3 separate regions of the Ovis aries genome follow, and regions 2 and 3 are each linked to region 1. Evidence: chromatin contacts called from public Hi-C data. All regions are on one chromosome and are shown on one strand. The core of a region is the stretch at or near the end of the contact, and the rest is flanking DNA. Distances in the headings are between cores, read along the strand shown.

Evidence for each region. A called contact is a pair of places that touch in the nucleus more often than the background predicts.
Region 2: a contact with region 1 is called in a Hi-C map of hypothalamus, with 6 times the contacts expected there. The contact joins the enhancer-like site here to the promoter of ATOSB in region 1. A contact is called at or near these places in 9 of 16 Hi-C or Micro-C datasets (hypothalamus, liver, mixed tissues and 5 more).
Region 3: a Hi-C map of hypothalamus shows a contact between it and region 1, with 4 times the contacts expected there. The contact joins the enhancer-like site here to the promoter of ATOSB in region 1. A contact is called at or near these places in 5 of 16 Hi-C or Micro-C datasets (blood, hypothalamus, liver and 2 more).

Annotation. Positions count from the first base shown.
Region 1 is chr2:53,359,730-53,363,680 of ARS-UI_Ramb_v3.0, forward strand. ATOSB (atos homolog B) reads left to right here and starts at 2,307. Exons shown (of 9, transcript XM_027964453.3): 1 at 2,307-2,423.
Region 2 is chr2:53,009,264-53,013,144 of ARS-UI_Ramb_v3.0, forward strand. It overlaps LOC101109422 (phospholipid-transporting ATPase FetA-like), which reads right to left. Exons shown (of 28, transcript XM_060409312.1): 23 at 3,108-3,331; 24 at 1,768-1,851; 25 at 206-451; 26 at 1-34. Among named protein-coding and RNA genes, the nearest start is that of RUSC2, 17 kb to the left of the region's middle. Within about 2 kb of position 2,333, at least 10 of the 54 cell types and tissues checked have an H3K27ac peak or open chromatin away from gene starts, as enhancers often do. A contact at or near this core is called in hypothalamus, where this site is marked.
Region 3 is chr2:52,936,347-52,940,299 of ARS-UI_Ramb_v3.0, forward strand. It overlaps RUSC2 (RUN and SH3 domain containing 2), which reads right to left. Exons shown (of 14, transcript XM_060409249.1): 5 at 1-610. Among named protein-coding and RNA genes, the nearest start is that of CIMIP2B, 17 kb to the left of the region's middle. Within about 2 kb of position 1,640, at least 14 of the 54 cell types and tissues checked have an H3K27ac peak or open chromatin away from gene starts, as enhancers often do. A contact at or near this core is called in hypothalamus and liver, where this site is marked.

The DNA.
Region 1 (3,951 bases), core at 1,057-3,556:
AAGATAATACACTCATTTCCAAGTAGACAAAGACTTTTAAAATAGGGCATAAAAACCATTGAATATAAACAAAAAGATGTAAACTGGACAGGTTAAAGAAGCTCTGCATATTGAAAGACTCCACTAAGAGAATAAAGTCAAGCTACAGAATGGGAAAATGGATTTGCAATAGATTCCTCATCAGAAAAACATCAAACAAATTCCAGCTGAAAGACATTCTACAAAATATCTGAAATATCTGATCAATAAAATTGTCTATAAAATTGCCCAGATCATCAAGAACAAGGAAGTCTGAGAAAATATCAACGCCAAGAGGAGTTTAAGGAGACATGAAAACTAAACCTAATGTGTTATTCTGGATGGGACATTAGGTAGAAACTAAGGAAATCAGAATAAAGTATGGACTTTAATGATAATGTATCAGTTCAGTTCAGCTGCTCAGTTGTGTCAGATTCTTTGTAACCCCATGGACTGCAGTACGCCAGGCCTCCCTGTCCATTGCCAGCTCCCAGAGTTTACCAAAACTCATGTCCATTGAGTCAGTGATGCCATCCAACCATCTAATCCTCTGTCATCCCCTTCTCCTCCTGCCCTCAATCTTTCCCAGCATCAGGGTCTTTTCAAATGAGTCAGCTCTTCGCATCACGTGGCCAAAATATTGGAGTTTCAGTTTCAACATCAGTCCTTCCAATGGACACCTAGGACTGATCTCCTTTAGGATGTATCCTAAATACATATTTACATGTATTGATATATATAATGTATCAATATTGGTTAATTAATTATAGCACATGTACCATACTAATGTAAGACATTATTAATTGTGGAGAACAAAGCAGAGAATTGAGTGTGGGGTACACAGAAACTTTCTGTACTATCTTCACAAATTTTCTGTAAATCTAAAATTATTCTAAAATGAAAAGTTTATTTTTAGGGATTTTCCTGGTGGTCCAGTGGTTGCCCTTAGCCTTTCAATGCAAGGGGTGTGGGTTGGATCCCTGGTGGGGAGCTAAGATTCTGATGCCTCCCACCAAAACATCGAAAACATAAAACAAAAACAATATTATAACAAATTCAATGAAGACTTTTAAAATGATCCCGATAATAAAAAACCTTTTTAAAAATTTATTTTTTTAATCTAGTAATTTACCCAAATTTAGCTAGTAATCAAGTAATTTGCCCAATACAGCTAGTATAGTGTCCTTACCAAACCAAATGACTTCAAATTTGAGCTTTTTCCATGACACAAAACTCTTCCAATTTTACCCTCTATAAGGGGACGACAGAGGATGAGATGGCTGGATGGCATCATCGACTCAATGCATGTGAGTCTGAGTGAACTCCGGGAGTTGGTGATGGACAGGGAGGCCTGGCGTGCTGCGATTCACCGGGTCGCAAAGAGTCGGACACGACTGAGCAACTGAACTGAACTGAGCATTACAGAAGTATTAGAAAGACAATCTGAGCAGTTCCGTAAGAGCAGAACATTTTTTTCTTTTTCTGTTTTCATTTTGCCTAGCGCACCATTGGTGTTTAGTAAAGCCGCTTCTTAACTACTCACAGAAAGAAAGTCACAGAGATCTAAAGAATCTGAGACTTTGAGATAACTTTACCAGGTCCAGTCCATCACACAGCCATCAATACCTCCGACTCCATCGAGAAGCTCACTAGGCTCTGGGCTCAGAGCCACTCGGCTCTGCAAGGGACCTGGGATGCCATCTACCGGTGGCTCGTAAGCGTCGCTCTCCCCTGGACATATCTTGGGAACTCGTGGGGCTCCCGGGAAGTTGAAGACTCAAGCGCTAATTAAATTACAGAACGTGTGTAACAGTCATACAGGTTCAGTCGACTGAACAAAGCAAAGGCTCTACTTTGGCTCATAAAATTCACAGACTTCTCGCCGACCTACCTCCACAGCTATAGACCTAACTCTTACTGCCTGTCTCCTACACGCCGTAGGCTACAGAAAGTGCTCTTCCTCACAGACTTGAGACCCCGGCCAACCAGATTCCCGCATTTTCACAGAATTCTGAAGCTCTTTGCACTACTTTGCAAACCCTACAGATCTCCCCCATTAGGGCAAATACGCGCGCTAACCCAGATGCCTTCACTAAGAGGCTCAAGTTCCGCAGGCAGCTCACACCAGCTCGAAAGCCTGGGATGGCTCCAACCTGGTTCGGGCGCCCACAAGCAAGCGCTTTGGCGCAGGTTCTGGCTCCCCATCTCCGGCCGGATCCGGTCAGCCCAGGCCGCACACTGCGGACTGAGGCCCCGCCCCTTTAGACCTGTCATCACAGAAGCCGCACGTGGCCGGGGTGGGCCCTCAGGCGACCTGCAGCCATCACTTTGTCTCCTCCGCCATCCACTGGGGCCACCGCCGCCAATCAAAACCAGCGGTTCCGGGCTGCAGCGCCAGCGCCGGGGTGAGGCCAGCCAGAGAAGGGGCGGGGGGAGGAGAGGCTCCGAGATGGGAGGGGGCTAGCAGTGGAAGCGAGCCTGGCACCGGTTCTGCCAGCCTGGAATCCGAGGGGGCGGATCCTAGTGAAAGGCGAAGACCAGAAGGGGGCGGGGATCAAGGATGGGGCGGGGACCGGGGTGGGACGAAAGACAAGCAGAGGTTCTCTGTGGAGACGCCAAGAAGACGAGAAGGGGAGGAGCCAGAAAGGGGCAGGACCTGAATTACAGGGGAGGAGCCCCAGGAATTAAAGAATCTAGGAAAGGGGACGAGCCAGGGGAAGGTGGGAGGTGGGACAACGGAGAGGGTGGGTCGTGTCGTTGCGGGGGCGGGGCTCGGACCAAAGGGGCGAGGTTTGCAGGCCGAGGCTGCAGCTAGGGCAGCTATGTAACTGCTCCAATCCACTACCTCCCCAGTTGCAACGGGACTCGCGGAACTACAGGTGTGGGGCGGGTGCGCGTGGAAGAATGGACAAGTACGGGGGTGCGCTTGGGTAGACGTGAAGCGGGAGGATCATGTCAGGGAAGGAAAAGATCTGGAGAAATGCTGGGGTGGGGATGGAGTAAAACAGCTGGAGGAGGAGGAGGGGGGCTCACTGGGCTAAGAGGTGCTTTCTCCGGTACCCCTTGTGGGGGAAGGGCGGGAGTGCTTTGTGAGGCTGGGAAGTACAATGTGAGGGGGTGAGGTGAAGTGAAGGGTTGGAGATGATACTTGAGGGGGAGGGGATATGAAGGCGCTTTAGGGGAAAGTGGAGGGGGCGTTGTGTGATGGAGATCGGCTAGTGGTCCAGAGTGTGGGAGGGACTGTGTGGAGGAAGAAGGTGTGGGGGCTGTGGGCACTGTGTGAGGGGAAGGGGTTACAGGCCCCAGATGAGGAGGGGAGAACCCCTAGTGCCTTGAGAAAGTCTGGAGGCTTTGTAGAGACTCCAGGAAGAGGTTTTTGTACAGTGTCTCAGGGATGAGGGTGATGGGATTACTCGGGTGAAGAAGCCAGTCTGCAGTGTTCCTGGCTCCTCAGCTCCTAACTCCACCTTCAGGCCTGAGCACTCAGAGAGGATGCAGGCCCCACTTGCTACTAGAGCTTGTGTGACTGTCTCAGTCAGCTTTGGATCTGTCTGGCTGAGACTGGGATATTTTTCCCTTAGCTGGTGTCCCTGGGGACCCTTCCCCCCTTAGGTTCTGGGTACCCCTCACTGTAGTTCCTGTTCCTCCTAGAAGCTTGCCTTAGTCCCTGTCTTTCCCCTCCTCCCCCAGTTTGCCCTGCCCTTATGCTCTGGGTGTGCTCATTTCCCACTTCCTTCCTCGCCTGGGGCCTGGCCTGGTCCTTGCCTGTCTAGGAGCTGTGCCCTGCCCCAGACTTTGTACTCAGTGGCCAGAGACCTAGGTAACCAGCAGCAAGGCCCAGACCTCACCCTCACTGCTACCAAGGTCTCTCCCCACAGCCCCCCAAGTGAGTGGTAGATACCTTTTTACCACTTGCCACAAACTGATTTCTGC
Region 2 (3,881 bases), core at 1,083-3,582, 350 kb before region 1:
TAATCATCGTCCAGTAGGTTGTCTCCAGGGAAATCTGAAAAGCACCGTCTTATGTACATTAGTCTACAACTCAGGATCTATCAGTCACCTCCCTTCTCCCATTTCATAAAAGGGGACACTCCCTTCCTGCCTTCCCTCCCTCCTTCCCTTCCTCTCTTCCAGACAGGCTCCCCACGCAATCCCCTTACCCCACCACCGGCCACACCTGCATTGTGACCACACAGAGCAAGGAGGTCTGCACTATCAGGGAGAAGGACTGGTAGTCGGAGATCTCCTTCCCATCTTGGCGCACTGAATTGTAAACAGTCCCCATAGGGATAAAGAACAGCACAAAGGAACTGTAGATCCCATGCAACAAACACTTCACAAATTCCTTCTTGTTGAAATACAGGTTATGCTGGCCTGGCTCATACAGCTCTGGGAAGCGTAGGCTCCATGTTTCATTCACGTCCTGGAAGCACCAGAGGGTAAGGAGGAAGGCTCAGGGTCTCTCCAAAGGTCCCATCTCCAGCAGAGTAGAGGCTTCTCCCCTCACTGAGTTTGCTGTTTGGCTGCCTAGGAGATTCCTCATGGATTACTTGAGATGTGGAACCAGAGAACAGAGCAGTGACCAGAACCTTTCTAAAGCCCTACTCTCTAGGCAGGGATATACACGGTGGAAGAAAGCTAGAAGGTCAAGATGGGGAGTTAAGAAAGGGGGCAGTTAGGATTGGGAGTAGAGGGAAGGAAGGACTGGAGCTTGGGTGGGGAGGTACCTGGGACATGAGTCCCTAGTTGTAAGTGCTCCTTTGGCTGAGCATTCTGTCAAAAGCCAGTGGGAGGCAAGAGGAGGCCAGTGGCATTCAGTCAGCCCGTTAGAGGTATTTCTGTTCTGTGATGCTCCTCCCATTCCCATAGCCACTGGGGAACTCAGCTGAGGGAATTGTCTATGAGGATGACATGGGACCATCTTCATCTCCTAAATCTAAAACTCTGGGTAACAAGGATTGAGGCTTGTTTTGAGAGGTTGTGGATCCCTAGATTTAGATCACTGAAGCTATACGGGACTGCTGAATGACAGAACTCATCGTCTTGCTGCTCTGAGGCTGGCAGCTACTTCACGGAGAGTTTCCTTCCTACCCTGATGGAAACCAGGAACCATGATCCCATGATGTCCTCTTTCAGCCACTTTATTTCTCTTTGGAGGCTCCCTTTTTGTTCCAGGTACCCAGGACTGGAGGTTGGGTAGAAGAGGGAGGGGTAGGGCACCAGGACCCTCGATGCCCAGGGAAATTTCCAAGAGGACTAGGCAGTACCCCCCAGGCTGACTCCCTACGATTTGAGGAATCATACCCATACTCCAAGCTTGGCCTTGAGGATTCTCGCCTAGGCCTCACTGCACTGGCTTATCCCATTATCTCTTTATGGGTCTATCCTTTCTGGAGCTCCTTGATTTACCTAGTCCTGCCCCAACGACTATTTCCTTCCACTTTTGTACAGACTCCATTTACTGCACAGCACAATGTCTGTGTTTCTCTCTATGAAGAAAAACTTGACACAGGAGAATTTGGGTTTCCACAGCCGATGATTATTCTCTGTGGCAGAGGATACTTTACTTTGTCCAACGATACCTCTCTAGGTGGTGAGCTCCCTCCCTTGCCCTATAAATGATTCTATTTACATTTGACTTTGGAGCCTATCTCTTGGCTGCTGCTGTCCTCTTCATTCCAGGGAATATTCTTCAAGGGGCCAGGGGCTTCAGCCTTGACTAAGAGGTTTGTTGCTTACCTGATCAAACAGACTCAAGCCCAGGACAGGGAGGGAGGTGTAGATCAGGTTGTAGAAAGTGATAAACCAGGTATCATAAACCGTCTGGAAGAACACCAAGGAGATTTCTTAGGAGGTTTCTCTTTTCCAAAGTCTCAGCACTACCTCTCAGCTTTAAGAGAACCCCTTCTGCCCTCCACCTGCCCACCACCGTGATAACCTAGAACATGGTTTGGATTTCTGAAATCTGACTGAGAAAGCTGACTGCAGACTCTGGTCCCTGGGCCCTAGGCTGGGGCAAGGCCACATTACACTTGTTTGGCCAATCTGATGAGGCTGATTTAGACCAACTCTACCATGACCTGTACTGCTCCTCTCTGCATGGAAAGGACCCAGAGTGGCTGCTAGGGAACGCTGAGTGTACCCCTGCACTCCCAGGCATGTAAGCCTCTGTGTTCTTTATCTGCTTTACGGCATTCAGTAGCTCCTATAACCCTGGACACCTTCTAACACTGGCAAGCAGAACAGACCCATGAGCCTACAGTAGGCTACTTTCTTTCCTAGCCACAAGAGGTCAGCAGTAACATGTACATATACATACACCTCCCACAAGCCAGACTGGTGTTACTAGACACTAGGGGCAGACAAGCTCACTATTGTCTGCTGACTGGTCTGTTTTCCTGGAGCCTAAGGTCACAAAGGTAATAGGGATCTCCCAAGATGATCGTTCCAGAGGTTGTTTCTCTTTGGGAATCCTGAGAAACTAATTATAGGAAAAAGGGAATTCTCATAGAACATCAACATCCAAGGGTTGCTTCTCCCCACTTCTGTGGAGATTTCACACTCATTAGAGCAACAGCAGTGTTTGGCAGGGTGGTATGTCTGGGTGAGGAAGGAGAAGTAAAGAGAAGCTGTGTTTCCAAGTGTGGCTACAGGTAAATGCCAGAACTGGCCCGTCTGGCAAGACCCAAAGGCCTCCTGAGGCTTAGCCTGTTCCATAAAGATTATTCTGGATCCTAAAAAACTCTCAGATCCAGGAATCTCACCCCCACCACCCCCATCTCCATTACATATGTTTGGAAATTCTAGGTCTCTATGTCATGGGAAAGATGAAAATATCTTCTGGGAGAGTTCTGTGGGTAGAAGTCAAGGCTGAGTCAGAGCCAGGACAGAGTTTAGAAGTCTAAGGTTAAGTGCAGGATTAGGAGATGGGATCATCATGGGTGAGGAGTAGAAAGGATGGATGGTGCCACGTCATACACAGGTCTCTAGAAGTGAAAAAGGGTCTGAACTGGCTGAAGTGGAGGAAGATTAGAGAAGACCCACTTGAACAGAGTAGAGAATGCCATTTGAGCACTTACCTGTGCAGAGAACCCGCTGTAGAAGGCATACCAGACGTGCACCAGCGTGAAGGCAAAGTTTTTGTAAAAGAAGTAGCTTAGAAACTTGCACATGCGATTATAGGACCAGCGGCCATGAACCAGGAGCAGACGCTGAAGATAGCGAAACTGGGAGAAGGCGTAGTCGCTGCTGAGCATGGCCTGCATCCCCTCCTGGCCACTGATGCCGACCCCAATGTGGGCAGCTGCAAAGGAACCCCGGGAAATTCTCAGCCTAAGAGCTTGCTCTCTGGGCTCCCTGCCTGGGAAGTGTGCGATTCAGGCTGAGATCGCGTTTCATGTACCTCTTATTTTACACCTGAAAAACACTGGTAGGCCCAGCTGAAGCGGTATTTACTTAATGGAGTCTTTTCTCCTTAGTGGATTTCCCTTCCCCCACAAGTCAGAAAACAGCCCCTTCATTCACACTTTGTTTTGGATGCTGCCCCTCGAGATTACCAGGTATGGCTAGCATTATTGTAGAAGTCTGTCCTTGATGGTCTTCGTACTTACTATAGCCATCTGGGCTCTCCCCTACTGCCAAGATCCTCAGGTAAAAAATTTCTTGTTATCTCCTGAGGCCACTTAAAGATTCAGGATGGATATCAGCCTAACACATTGTTTATTTATCTAAGTTTATCTAAGGAGCTAAACTTCAACTGTTGGGAGAACAGTGATGGACATACTTTGTTAGTAAGAAATTAGTTCTTCAGGAAGCTTAAGGTGTCTTTTTCTGGATAAAGCAAGGGAGACTCG
Region 3 (3,953 bases), core at 390-2,889, 420 kb before region 1:
TCCGCTCGGCTGAGGCTAGATCTCCAGGAGCCCAGAGGAGGCAAACTTCCTGTCCCATGGAGCCGGTACTCAGCCAAGGTCAGTATCTTCGGATCCTCCTTCTGCGGCTGCTGGGAGACGGCAGGCCGGACAGCAGGAGGACAGGAAAGGCCCCATGGAGGTGGGCTTTCTGTGGCTGTGGCCTGCTCTGGGAGAGGGGAGCACGAAGTGGAGGCCGAAGAGTCGGTGCTGGGCCCAAAGGGGCCAGTACTCCGGATGGGGGAGTAGCTGCCCAGGGGCGACGGCCGCGAGGTCTCTGGCTCAGGCCTGGCTTTCCTGGCACCCCTGTGGGTGGGCACCTGTGGCTCCCCTGAAGGAGCTGGGCCTGGGCCTTGAGCAGCGGGGGCAGCTGCGGGGGCAGGCTGCGGTGCACGGTTGCAGCCCGAGAGGCTGTAGAGCTGGGAAAGGCTGTGCAGGGCCCGGGCCTTGGCCAGCTGCTTGGGGAAGTGGTGCTGGAACACGAACGGCTGGATGGGCAGCGTGGTTGGCCTCTGCTCCTTGCTGTAGCGAAGGACCGGTCGGCTCTCAGCACCACCCCCTGTGGCAACAGGGATGGAGAAGGAATCAAACACTGAAATCACATGAGAGGAAGCAAAGAAGCAGTCAGGAGATGATGCTCACCAGGGAGAGTAAGAGAGGGGCAGGACCTGGGCTGGAGGAGCTGAGTAGGGTAGGGGTAATTGACTGTGGAATGTGCCACTGCTTCTCCCATCTTCTCCTGGTGTTTTCATAACATTGACTTGTCTCTTGGCTGTTCAGCCCTCTCTTCTTTTTCTTGACTTCAGATGTGGGTGCATCTTAAGGCTCATTTCTTATATTTGCCTTTACACTTTCTTCCCTGCATTGTTCTATTCAGACAGTCATATAGGTGACTTCTGAACCCATGGCTTTAGCCTCAACCTTTCTCTTATCTCTAGATCATTCTGCTTTAGGTTTCTGTTTCCAATTAAAATTTGCTATTTAAAATACCTCATTCATTCTCCTGATGATTTCCATTTATGCCAATGACAGAACCACCATTTTCTTTGTGAAAGTGAAAGCGTCAGTCACTTAGTCACGTCCGAGTCTTTGCGACCCCCAAGGACTGTAGCCCGCCAGGCTCCTCTGTCCATTGGGATTCTCCAGGCAAGAATACTGGAGTGGGTCACTGTTTCCTCCTCTGTATCTAAGGTCTAAAGGCCTGGAGTCAGTCACATACTTTCAGTGTCAAGATGTCAATTTACTTCAAGCTTTCACCCATCATCCCCTCCTCAACTACAGCCCACATATTTCATTCTTGATCAGATCTAACCATAATAAAATATTTCTTTACTTGCTGCCAGAATCAGCTTCCTGTCACCCAATCTACCCCAGTCATACTCTTTCACTGATCCTAGCATTGGAACCCCAGAGTCCGTATCTGCTCCCTCCACACAGAGGCGTGTTTCCCAAGGTTGGTCCTCTCCTGTTCTTTCAGCCAATCTTCTAGTCCGTGTCCCACAAAACATGTGTCTCAGAACTAAACAGAACACTCCACAACACCGCACAGAGGCAAAGTCTTTGCGTATGGGCTGTGCTTCTAATTAAACACCGCGCACTGTCAACACCCGAATAAACACAAGGTGGCGCTATAACCACCCAATCACCTGAAACCCTGGGTGTGGCTCACTCGCACCCTGGGTTCAACAGCTCTGAAGCAGGAATTAGTATCCATTGTTATAAGACCTGGGTATTGGAAATTTAGAGATTAAGTCGTTTGCCCAAGGTCACACAACTAGGAAGTGACACAGCTAGAATTCTGCCTAAGTCAGAGTTTGGCTTTGGGACTAATGTTCTCTCTGCCACATCGCACCACACAGGAAATGGTATCAGGCTGGGTTTTCCTGCTCCTTGTCTTTCCGCATTTATTTACTTCGGCGAGTCTTAAGGGGATGGGGACCACAACCCCATAAGGCAGGTGTTTCAGAACCACTCTCAGGAGACATTTTCAGACTATACTCTCCTGCCAGTCCCAGTCAGGGCTTAGCGAACAGCCCTTGTCAATCTCCCTTGCTCACTATGCTCCAGTCATACCTTCTTTGGTCCTTAAACATGTCAAGCTCATTAACATCTTGGGGTCTTGTGTTCCTTCTGCCTGAAATCAGCTAGGCATCAACTCAAGCACCACCTTCTCCTCAAGACCTTCTCTGATTGCCCCAGTGCCTCGGGCAAGTCATGCTCTCAACACCCTGTTGTATTTCCTTTTTAGCCATTTCTCACTGTCAGAAATTATCTTATTTGTTTATTGTCCATTACTCCCTATTAGGGTTCTGGAAAAGCAGGGATTTTTAAATTGTTCCCTGCTGTATCTCCAGTGCCTAGAATAGACCTTGGTATAAGGTAGGTACTGAATAAAAGACATGAATGAATCCTCACTGTCACCCTTGGTTCAGTATGGTCTCGCTGCATCCAAATCTTACACGGACCAGCTCACTTCCTAGAACACCAGTTCTATTTCCTGTGGCTCTGCAGCCCATAGAACAAAGTCTAATCTCAGGCAAGTTGGTGGCCACACCTGTGGCAAATGCGCTACCCTCCCCATTGACACGGCTCTTCCCACCACCCCTTTCCCATTGCTTTTCTGGCTGGGAATGCCTTCATCCTCTCCACTTATTTAAATATCAAATTTCAAGCCTGAGCTGACCCTGGCTGTCAGATTAGGCCCTCCCAACCTCAGCCTTACTGTACATGCTATACGGAGTACGTTTGAATTAGTCTATTCCTACTCTTTTAAAAATCCTCCCTGCTGAGTTCTCAGGGTAGGTTTGAGGCAGAGGAGGAAGACTGGGGAAGGGGGAGGGGTGACTCCAGTGGGGAGCGGGTGTTATTTCTACCCTCTGGGAGTACAGGGGACAAGGTTTCTCCTGTTCTTTGAGACAGCCCTTAGAAACACTGGAGATAGAGATCGAATTCACTCAAGTCCATGTTGCAGGCAACAGAGCCCCAGTCCCTCAGTGCCCTCTTAAAATGGAGCGCCCAGAAGCCCAGGTGGGCCCTAAGGTTCACAGGAGCGGAGGGGACTATCAACTCCTCCCTTCTGGAGTCTACAAATGAATCCAGCCATTTTAACTTTTTAGAATACCTTCCTAACTGCTGACTCATTCTGAGTTTGCAATCAATTATTAATAAATATCCCAAATCAAGAAGAACACTTACATATCAAAGTTCATATTGGTCCTTGAAAGAACAAAACGTTTTTTTCCAGACTAGACAAAATCCTTTCAAAATCTAGATTCTGCTGCTCAGAATCTCAAAGAGATCTCACTTCTTTTGTCATTCATGAATTCATCATTTTTTGATTGAAAACAAAAAAGTTGTGCAGAACAAAAAGAAAAGCCCTATGATAGGTCACTGGAGATTTATGGAACAAAAGTCTTATATTATTATGAAAAGTCTTATCTGATAGCAAAAACACTTTTAAAGCCTCTCCTCCCATATCTGATCAGGACTGACCTTGTCCTCAGAGTGCCAGCCAAGTACTGTCTGGGCCCAGATATACCCAGCAGGCACTGCAGTCTGAGAAGAGGGTGGGTTCAGAAGACTCTGGCTAATCCCTGCCATTTCTGAGCCCCCTCTGCCCTAGAGACCTTCTTGCATTTCTGGGGCAGTTCCTCCATGTGTGTTTAGGAGCCTGAAGTCATCTGATATACTGCCATCTCCCAAACAGCACGTATAACACCATTTATGGGTTTTAACCCCTTTGAGTGGAGAAGGCAATGGCACCCCACTCCAGTACTCTTGCCTGGAAAATCCCATGGATGGAGGAGCCTGGTGGGCTGCCGTCCATGGGGTCGCAGAGTCGGACACGACTGAGCGACTTCACTTTCACGTTTCACTTTCATGAATTGGAGAAGGAAATGGCAACCCACTCCAGTGTTCTTGCCTGGAGAATCCCA